Linked DNA regions of Rattus norvegicus: region 2 is linked to region 1. A link is a contact called in public Hi-C data. All regions are on one chromosome and are shown on one strand. Each heading gives the region's core, a stretch centred on a gene start, on an enhancer-like site or on the middle of the called end of the contact. The rest is flanking DNA. Distances are from core to core; before and after follow the strand shown.

Evidence for each region. A called contact is a pair of places that touch in the nucleus more often than the background predicts.
Region 2: a contact with region 1 is called in a Hi-C map of liver, with 3 times the contacts expected there. The contact joins two enhancer-like sites. A contact is called at or near these places in 4 of 12 Hi-C or Micro-C datasets (frontal cortex, kidney and liver).

What each region holds. Positions count from the first base shown.
Region 1 is chr4:60,630,044-60,634,395 of GRCr8, forward strand. No RefSeq gene overlaps it. Among named protein-coding and RNA genes, the nearest start is that of Mir29b1, 14 kb to the left of the region's middle. Within about 2 kb of position 2,303, at least 27 of the 93 cell types and tissues checked have an H3K27ac peak or open chromatin away from gene starts, as enhancers often do. A contact at or near this core is called in kidney and liver, where this site is marked.
Region 2 is chr4:60,882,399-60,886,750 of GRCr8, forward strand. No RefSeq gene overlaps it. Among named protein-coding and RNA genes, the nearest start is that of Mkln1, 85 kb to the right of the region's middle. Within about 2 kb of position 2,178, at least 23 of the 93 cell types and tissues checked have an H3K27ac peak or open chromatin away from gene starts, as enhancers often do. A contact at or near this core is called in kidney and liver, where this site is marked.

The DNA.
Region 1 (4,352 bases), core at 1,053-3,552:
GAAAGGCGTATGGAAAGTGACTCCGAAGTCAGAAACTAAAATACACATTGTATCGCCAAAGCAGAAATGCTAAGTCCTTAACCTGGAATGATGTGTGTAAAGTGAGTGTGTCAGAGGTCACTGTGGAAGCATCCCTTCAGAGCAGGAAGCAAGTTACACACAGCTTAAGTACCGGCCACCAGGTGGCAGCCTCACACAGCCAATGCAGTGGGAAATTAAAGCCATCTAAACTGGAGGCAATAGGGCTCCCACCCAGAACTATATCAACTCCATGGGAATGCCAAAGAGGGTATAAGCTCAAAGCTCAGTACATGAACACTTCTCTCCTACTGAAAACCAAGCAGAATCCCTGGGCAGTCAGTGGGTCTGGGGTGAGGAGTGTCGGCAGCAGCAGTTTCTGACTTGCTGGTTATTGACAGCAGAGGGCTGGGCCTGTAAGAAACACCCAAGAGTAGGAAGCAATACAGGCAGAGCATAGGGAGTCCCAGAGGGAGGTCACCTTCAGGGAAAGGCAAGCAGGTAGAGGCTGGGTCTGACTCCACTATTACAAGCCTGTCTTTATTCCTTAACATCTTCATCCCAGGGAGAGGCTGGCTCCTGTACAATACTCCTTGACCCAGGGTGGCTCCTTTCCCTGCTGTGATGAAGGCTGCCTTTCCTTCCGTGCATAGAGAAGGAGGTGGAGGAAAAAGAAGGACTTCGTGGCCTAACTAGGCTTCCCAGTCCCAACCTCTGGCTGCTCCAGCTTGTCCTCCGTTGGCCTGGATCTCTATGAGAACATTCTAGTTACTTGGTATCTGCCACTTGGCAACAGTCTGGAGAGGGAGAGGACAGTAACTGAACTCCACGCCTAGAACAGGCATCTATGACTTAGCCTTTCTAGAAAAGGCCAATCACCAGGCAGGCCCTTCACACACACACACACACACACACACACACACACACACACACACACACCCAAGTGCACAACCACCTGGGAGGAGGGCTTCTAGCACTTCACAGAGGGGGAACAAGAAGATAATGTACGTACGACTCCAGTGTGCTCAAAGCTTAGTCTGGAAGCAGTGGGGCTGTGGATTCCACATGTGGGGAGAGGTGGACAGTTGGGGAAGAGGCAGGGCTTAGAGCTTCCTGATCCTCTTCTAGCGCTACTCCACAGTACCACAGGCTGGGGTGGCCGGCAGGGCTAGCTACCATGCAAATAAAAAAGGGTAGTAAAACCTCAGGTGGGAATTTATGCTTTTCTGGTTACTTGCAAGAGTCCTCTCACCATCGAAAGTGACCTTAGAGACTGCCCAGAGGTTCCAGGGAGGGTCCTGCCCGACCACCTAAGGAGTTGTACTTTATGCGTAGAACGTTAGAGTTAACTCCTTGTTGCTTAGGTATTGAGCAGGTCCACCATTCCCCCAGCAGGGCCTCAAAGCAGACAGAGGAATGAATGGGAAGGCACCAATGGTTTTGAAACAGGAGTCCTCCACCTTGGAGAGTTTTTGGAGTAAACCATAGCTCTGCAAAAGGGTTTCTGGTCACACCACACACTTGGCAGAATGGAGGGATGCAGGACACCATGCCCGCACATGTGGGTTTGAAAGTTGCTTCTCAATCACCCTTGAACAACGCATACCCTCTTCATGGGTGTCTGAATCGGTAGGTAACACATTCAGAGTGAAAAGCACGCCCATTGGAACTATGGGAGGGATCAGTTTCACAGCAGGCCTGATCAGCTAAAAATACCTCCAACTTCTCAAACTTCCCCTTGTCTGGTTGCAGTCCCAGACGCAAGCTCAGCACAGCCTTGCCGTTGCAACCTGGTGGAGGGCCACTTACTGCCCCTTCTTATTGGATGGAGAAAAATTACTCTCATCTTTCCCGTTGGATATTTAAACAAAGGCACTGTTTAAAAAGAGCTGTTAAAGCAAGTGCTTTAGACTAGCACCTCAGGAAAACTCTAAAGAGAAGGTGTTGGGGTTCCTCACTGAAGAGAAATGCTTAGCCTAAGAGTAATGGCTGCTCTCTGGAGACCCAGCTTTACGTGCTCTATGCTCTGTGCTGCTCAGAAATCACCTGGGATAGTCCAGTGAATAAGCTCCCATGTATAAGAGCGCTGTGAGCTGCTCTGACCCACTGCCGTGAGAGCTGCTGCTCTGACCACCCCCACCCCCAGCTTCAAAAGGCATTCGCTATTGCACAATCGTAACCTTGAAAGAATCTGGCCTTCCCTGCCAGCAACAACTCCATCCACCTGTCCCTACAGGTAGTAAAAGATTAGACGCTCAGAACCAGTGTTGACACAACACTTTTGGGCTCCACAGGACTTCCTTTTAGCTCCCACCCCAACAAGGCTCCAAGGTCTAAGTTCACTTCTTCCCAAGCGGAGGCAGTGCACTTCAAATAAACAGAACGGGAAGTGGAAACTGGAGGTACAATAGTAAATGGGGTGCTCGTGGGGTCTGCAAGTAAGGGGGTGCAGGACTGTCCCCCCTTTGACCAGAGGTCTCAACCTTCCTGAGGTTGGACTGTGGGAATCTGTGCACCCCACTCCCTTGAAGGCTGTAGTCCAGCTTTGTGGGCTTCTCTTTTTAGAGTTAACCACCCAACCACCTTGTCTGTCTGTCACAGTGCCCCTTCTCTGGTCTCATCGCCCTGGCCCTGTGAGCCGCAGTAGAAGCAGCTGTGTCCTCTCATAGCAGGGTAGCCACTGTCACCCTCAGGGGCACCTGAAAGGGGCTGGCTTCAGATCCCCTGTCAAGTGCTTTCCCAGCCTTTGTTTATTCCCCTCACCAAGGGACAACCATAGGAACAGGAAGTGGCAAGCAGTGGCTTAGGGTGGGGTGCTCCTAAGCGTCTGGAAACTTCCCAGGGGCGTATCCAGAGATTCCAAGAGGCTTCTGAAATGGAGGCGCCCTTTGTACTGCCTTCATGGTGACCCTCTAATGCTGAACTCGCCCCGCACTCTAGGGCAGTGGTTCTCAACCTGTCGGCTGTGACTCCTCCATGGGAGGGGTGAATGACTGTTTCACAGGCTGGCCTAAGACCATCTGTGTATCAGACACTTACTTAGGACTCCAATGGCGGCAAAACTGCAGCTGCTACGTAGCAAGGAAAATAATTCATGATTAGGGGTCACATGGCACAACGAACTGGACTAAGGGGTCACAGGATTCAGAAAGTTGGGAACCACTATTCAAGGGCCTCCTCTACAGGCCCAACAAACGGTTGGTTCTCCTTTCTGCCTGGAGCCCTCATTCCTAACTCCCCCATCACTCTATATTCCTTTTCATCCCTTGGCTCTGTTGCCGAAATCACTTCCTAGAGACCCGTTCAGTGGCATGTCTTTCTCTTAGCAGACATTGGACAGTGCTCTGGGGCCACTCAGTTCCACCATAAAAGAGGTCACCCTTATTTCCCTGTCACTTCATTGATCACCCTGAGTTCAGTGCTCACCAGGGACTGTCATGGGCACATGGTCAGTGAGTGCAGGACAAATATGTCAGCCTGCCTTAGCTGTCCCGAGCTGAAGGCCTCAAACCTTCAAACACCTCTGAGAAGGGATCTCTGATTGCGTCTTCCTCTCCCTAACTTTTTCCTCCCCAACAGCAGAGGGATAAACGGTGGGAGGTCTCGCCAGAGAGCCAAACATAAAAGGCCAGTGCCACAATTATTGAAAATAACAGATTAACGTTGGTCCTGTGTTCTACAGTGGGGTAACATCCATTAGTCTGCGAAATTTAGAATCCCTCCTTTGACCAGTACTGTATAAAAGAAAGTCACATTTTTAAATTTATGAACTGTTGCCTGGACTCTATGCTCTTCAGCCTACCTGTTTGTGAAAATCCTTGTGTCCAAAGACATTTCCAGCTCTCTTACTCTCTCTGCATTCCCCTGTAGGCCTTCAGAGAACACCACCCTGCTGTTAATAAGATCTGTTCAACTGTTTTAATTACACAGCCCGTCCCAGCCAGCAAGCTCTCTAAGGCCTCTTTTGTGCCAAGCACACGGGCCGCCTACGCACATTCTCTCGCTTACTTCCTCATTGCCCAGGTACACACACCTCCTGCCTTGCTCAGTTCTCACCGACACAACCATGTTTTCACATTCAATTTGCTCAGGCATTTTACCCAAACCCCACAGCTCTTACTTTCCCAAATCTCTACAATGAAGGGAAGCAGCCAGCATGCTCTACACACACAAGACTCAATGTCAACGTCTTGTGACTTGGCGGGGTTCTAGCACTTGTCAGTCTAAGACTTTAACTGAAAGAGTGCATGGATGGGGCCAAGAGGCTGCTAATGGGGCTGAAGAGCAGAAAGGAAAAAACCTAAATCTACCCATTTTCTGGGTCCAGCTGCTTA
Region 2 (4,352 bases), core at 928-3,427, 250 kb after region 1:
TCACATAGTGGGAAGAGAAGACAGCGCTCTGGGGCCATTTTATTAAAGGCACTGACTTCTTTCATGAGGGCCCTGGTCTCACATTGTAATAATTAATTTAACCTAAAGGCCCTACAGCTAATGCTGCCACTTTGGTAGTAAGATTTTTCAAATGTATGGGGGAGGATGAATTATATTTGATCCATAGTTTTGGTTTGGTTTTTCTGTTTTTTTGTTTTTTGTTTTTTTTTTTTTTTTGGAGGCGGGGGGAATGGAGGGATGTCAAGATCTTGCTATGTATCCTTGGCTGGCCTGGAACACACTATGTGGACCGAATTGGCCTCAAACTCACAGAGATCTAACTGCCTCTTGCTCCCAAGTGCTGGGATTAAAGGTGTGTCTTGTTTCTCAAATTCTTATATCAGAAATTGGCCCCATTGACCAGCCCGCCAGACACCTGGAATTCAGTATAAAACATCCACTTTGAAGCTGTAGTTCTGTGTCTTTGCACGGGCTCATAGGATTCGCCCATATGAAGCCAGCAGAAGAATTCCCTCTAGGTATTAGTGGGTCCCTCTACCAAACTGAGCATACCCTAGACCACTAGGCTGCTCATCAAGGCTCCCAGGGGAGATTTGCCAGGAAAATTTGCTTGCCTTTTCTGGAGGACAGCCTCCCTTAGCTCCCAACCCCTGGGCAGATAAGTGCACTTTGACCCAGGAAGGAAACAAAGGTGTTTATTAGGTCTTGAGGCCAGGGTCCTCATGAATGAGGCTAGAATCCTTACCAAAAAGGCCTCTGGAGCTGCTCCCCCCTCACCCTTCCCGCCCCATACACACTCTCTCTAAACCAGAGCTTCCCCTCTCACTAAACCAGAGCTCAGTAAGAAAAGGGCGGCCTAGGAACCAGAGAAAACCCCAAAGCACCTTGGTATTTGGATAGACGGAGAAAGGTGCCATTCTCAGCCTAGGCAAAAGGAATATGGCAAGCTCAGGGTCACAGTGAGTAGGCTTTTGGGATCCTGGAAGGGTGACAGGTTTCCGAGAGCACTGTTACTAGCCTGCCCTGCTGCCTCTACCCTAGTCTTCTCTGTGCCGCTTCTGAGGACCAGCCCCTAAGGGATACCTTTTACTTTCCGTTCTCTGTGCTCTTCCTCGACCCCTGTCTCAAAATACTCCTCTCTTCCCTGGGACTCAGGGCCAGACTGCTGGCATCCGACTCGCCTCGCGTCCTGTGCAGGCTGCCATGTCTGGCTTTCCTGGGTTTGTAATTGCCACTGGTTAAAGTTTAAATAGATGGGTTTGAGCCCAAGAGAAAAAATGTAAACAAGCCGTTTGTGCCGGCTAGGGCAGCTGGCTCTCAGTGCTCCTGAATTCTGCACTATGGGAAATTCACTATGCTTTTCCCTAGCCCAGGGACCGAGACTGCCACCACAAGGTTTTTCAGAGCCCTGAGTGCCTCTCCGATGCCATTGAAGCCATCGAGGAGGCTTTTAGAGGACCCGCACTTTCCCTTTTAACTCAATTAAGCCATCAGGATCCTGTTCCCACTCCAGCAAGTGGGTCTGGTACCCGGAGGTGAGAACAGGGCTGCAGGCTTCCCTGGGCTGACCGCCCAACAGGAAGGGGAGGGAGGGACTGTCATTTCCCAGCTGGAATTTTTTTTTTCTCTGAGGGGAGAAGGGACTGAATTTGTTGCCCTAGGGCTTTTTTGGTGAATGACCTCCAGTCAGGAAAATGGGGCCATTCTGGCTGTGGAAGAGGGAAGATGGCTGGACTTGGCTGTCTTTCCTCAGAAGCAAGCAGGCTTCTGTGTTTTTGTCAGGGTTTTGTTGTTGTTATTGGTTTTGTCTTAAGAATACTGACTTCCTATATCTTTCTGCTTTGTGAGTTTGTGTACAGGAGTCAGGATGGATTCAACAACACTTTGGGGGTGCTTTAATTAAGGCTTTGATTGGATTGGTGTCTTCTCTACTCAGAAACCTCCCAATAAGTCCCCATTCCTACTTCAGACTCTTCTGCAGAAGCCTCTGTGATCTGGCTCCGCCTTCCCACCCCCCTTCACCTTCAACTATCCCAGCCCCAAGCTGAACTCGGCTGAACTGGTTTGAACCCTTCCACCCTGCAGTATAACACTCCCTTCTCTGCAGTGTCCCAGCACCTGGGCTTGCTCCAGACACAGCTCAGAGCTGCCTCCCCGTGTTCCCTGGATTCCCTGCAAGCTGACTGGACCCTTCCTCCAGTTCTCCGGGAGCCCTTTTCCCAAAATCCTGTTTCATTGTGTCATTCAGCCAGCAACTATGTGTCAACTTCTCAACCTTGATAAGTAGTCCCCTGAATGAAGGCTCATTTTCCCATCCCTCCCACACTGTCCAGTGTCAGATGGGACCCACAGTGTCCAAATAATATTCAATTGGGGGGGGGGACTGGAAATCTAACTTAGGACCTTACACATGCTAAAGCAAGGATCGGTCTTCATTGTCCAATCCTGCTAAAAGGCGTCTCTTAAAAGCTCTTGGAGTTGGGCCCGGTGACACATGCTTATCACAAAAAAAAAAAAAAAAAAAAAACCAGGAAAATAGCTCTTGGGAGTAACAAAGGGACAAGTTCAAATCTTAGTTCTACATTGTTATGGAACAGGACTCCTTCCTAATTCTGATTCTTGTATCCTCTACTTTCTCCATGTGGAAAAGGAAGATAATAAAACAATTTAATGGTGTAGGTGTAAATTAACCTGGGACCTTTGAAGTAAAGAATGGAGCCCTTCACATCCTTGGCTTGTAGTCCTTTTGCCCCAGGGTCCACTGCAAGGGCCGTTTCAGCTATAATGTATTGCAAACAGGGAAGTGGCCTGGCTAAAGTGAACTGTCTCCCAGTCTGGTGGATTGGCAAACTCTAGAAGCAGTCTGCTAGCCTGGACATCCAGGTCTGCGTGAAGGGTGGTGGTCATCTGGCCCAGATTTATTCTATCAGACAGTCCATCTCCACAGCCATGGTGGCCTGATACAAGAAATAAGTGGACAAGGCTCGGAAGAAGGATATCAAAGACATCCTCATCTACTATGACAGGACCCTTGGTTTACACACTCAAAGTTTTTGGGCTGTGGTGCCTGTGCTCACCACCAGAAATCCTACCCACAAACCCACTAGGAGAACCAGGGCTCGCCTTTGTAATAAGCATTATGGGATTTTAATATGATAAAAAAGTAAAATGAGGAGAGGGACATAGTTCTCTCTCATCCTTACCTTCTCTTTTATACTTAGACCACATAAATGTTGACACATTTTACTCTGAGATCTGGGCCCCACCCATCGATTTAAAGGCTGTATGATGCATTTCCACTTGCCAGGGTGAGCTTCCTCTGTACAACTACCTCTTCTTCTGACTTGATCTTGCCAGGTTTCCCCAGACTCCTTTTTATTTATTTTTATTATTTATCTATTTGTTTGTTTGAGGCAGGGTCTCTCTATGTAGAGTTGGCCGATCTGACACTTGATATTCAGTCCAGGTTGACCTTGAACTCATAGTGAACTCACAGCCTGCCAGTTTTCCCAGTGCTGGGCTCAAAGGTGTAAGCCATCATGCCTGCCTACTCTGTGGGTGGCATTAGACCTATGTATTAGTCACTAGAAGACATGGGTGAGGATGCTGAGGGGCTAGGCAGCACTGTTTGTTGCTAATTTACTCTTCCCTTTAGCCCCTACTGTGAGGTCAGCTCATCTCTGCCAATCTTAGAAGGGAAGCCAATAAAGATACTCCCCTATCTCTCTCCTTCACTGAAGTCACTTTTTCTCACGAGAGGGGAACATGGATTCTGCTCACGCTTTGAGTACACTCACTGAGTAGCAGCTCCTAGGATTAAAGAGGAAGCAGCCAATGCTTATGCTTCTAAACATTTCAATCTAATGGCCTGTTGATGGAAGGGAGAGAAAATATCTAAACCAGGTTTACAGGAGGCCGAGTCAGAGACAGTGGTGTCTTAGGGAAAGTTCCAAAGAGTGGTGAGCTGAGCCTTGAGGAACCAGTGCATGTCTGTCAGGAGACAAGAGAAACCTCTCCAGGTGAGGAACCCAAGTCCAGCTTCTTCTGCTCTTCTCATGACAGACAGCTTGAAGCCTTTACTCTATCATCTCTAAACTGTGTGGTCAGTTTCTTCTTGGTTCAAGATCCCTCAGTGTTTCTAGCTTCCTTAGCACCCATTCTGATCACAGAACTGACCTTAGGAGCCACTGCTTTTATCCACAGAGCCAGCAAACTGCTAGAGTAGTGTGAGTCCCAGGGTGAGGATGGGAGAGTCTAGGCTGTGTGTGTGTGTGTGTGTGTGTGTGTGTGTGTGTGTGTATGCGTGTATATGTATGATGTGAGTATGCGTA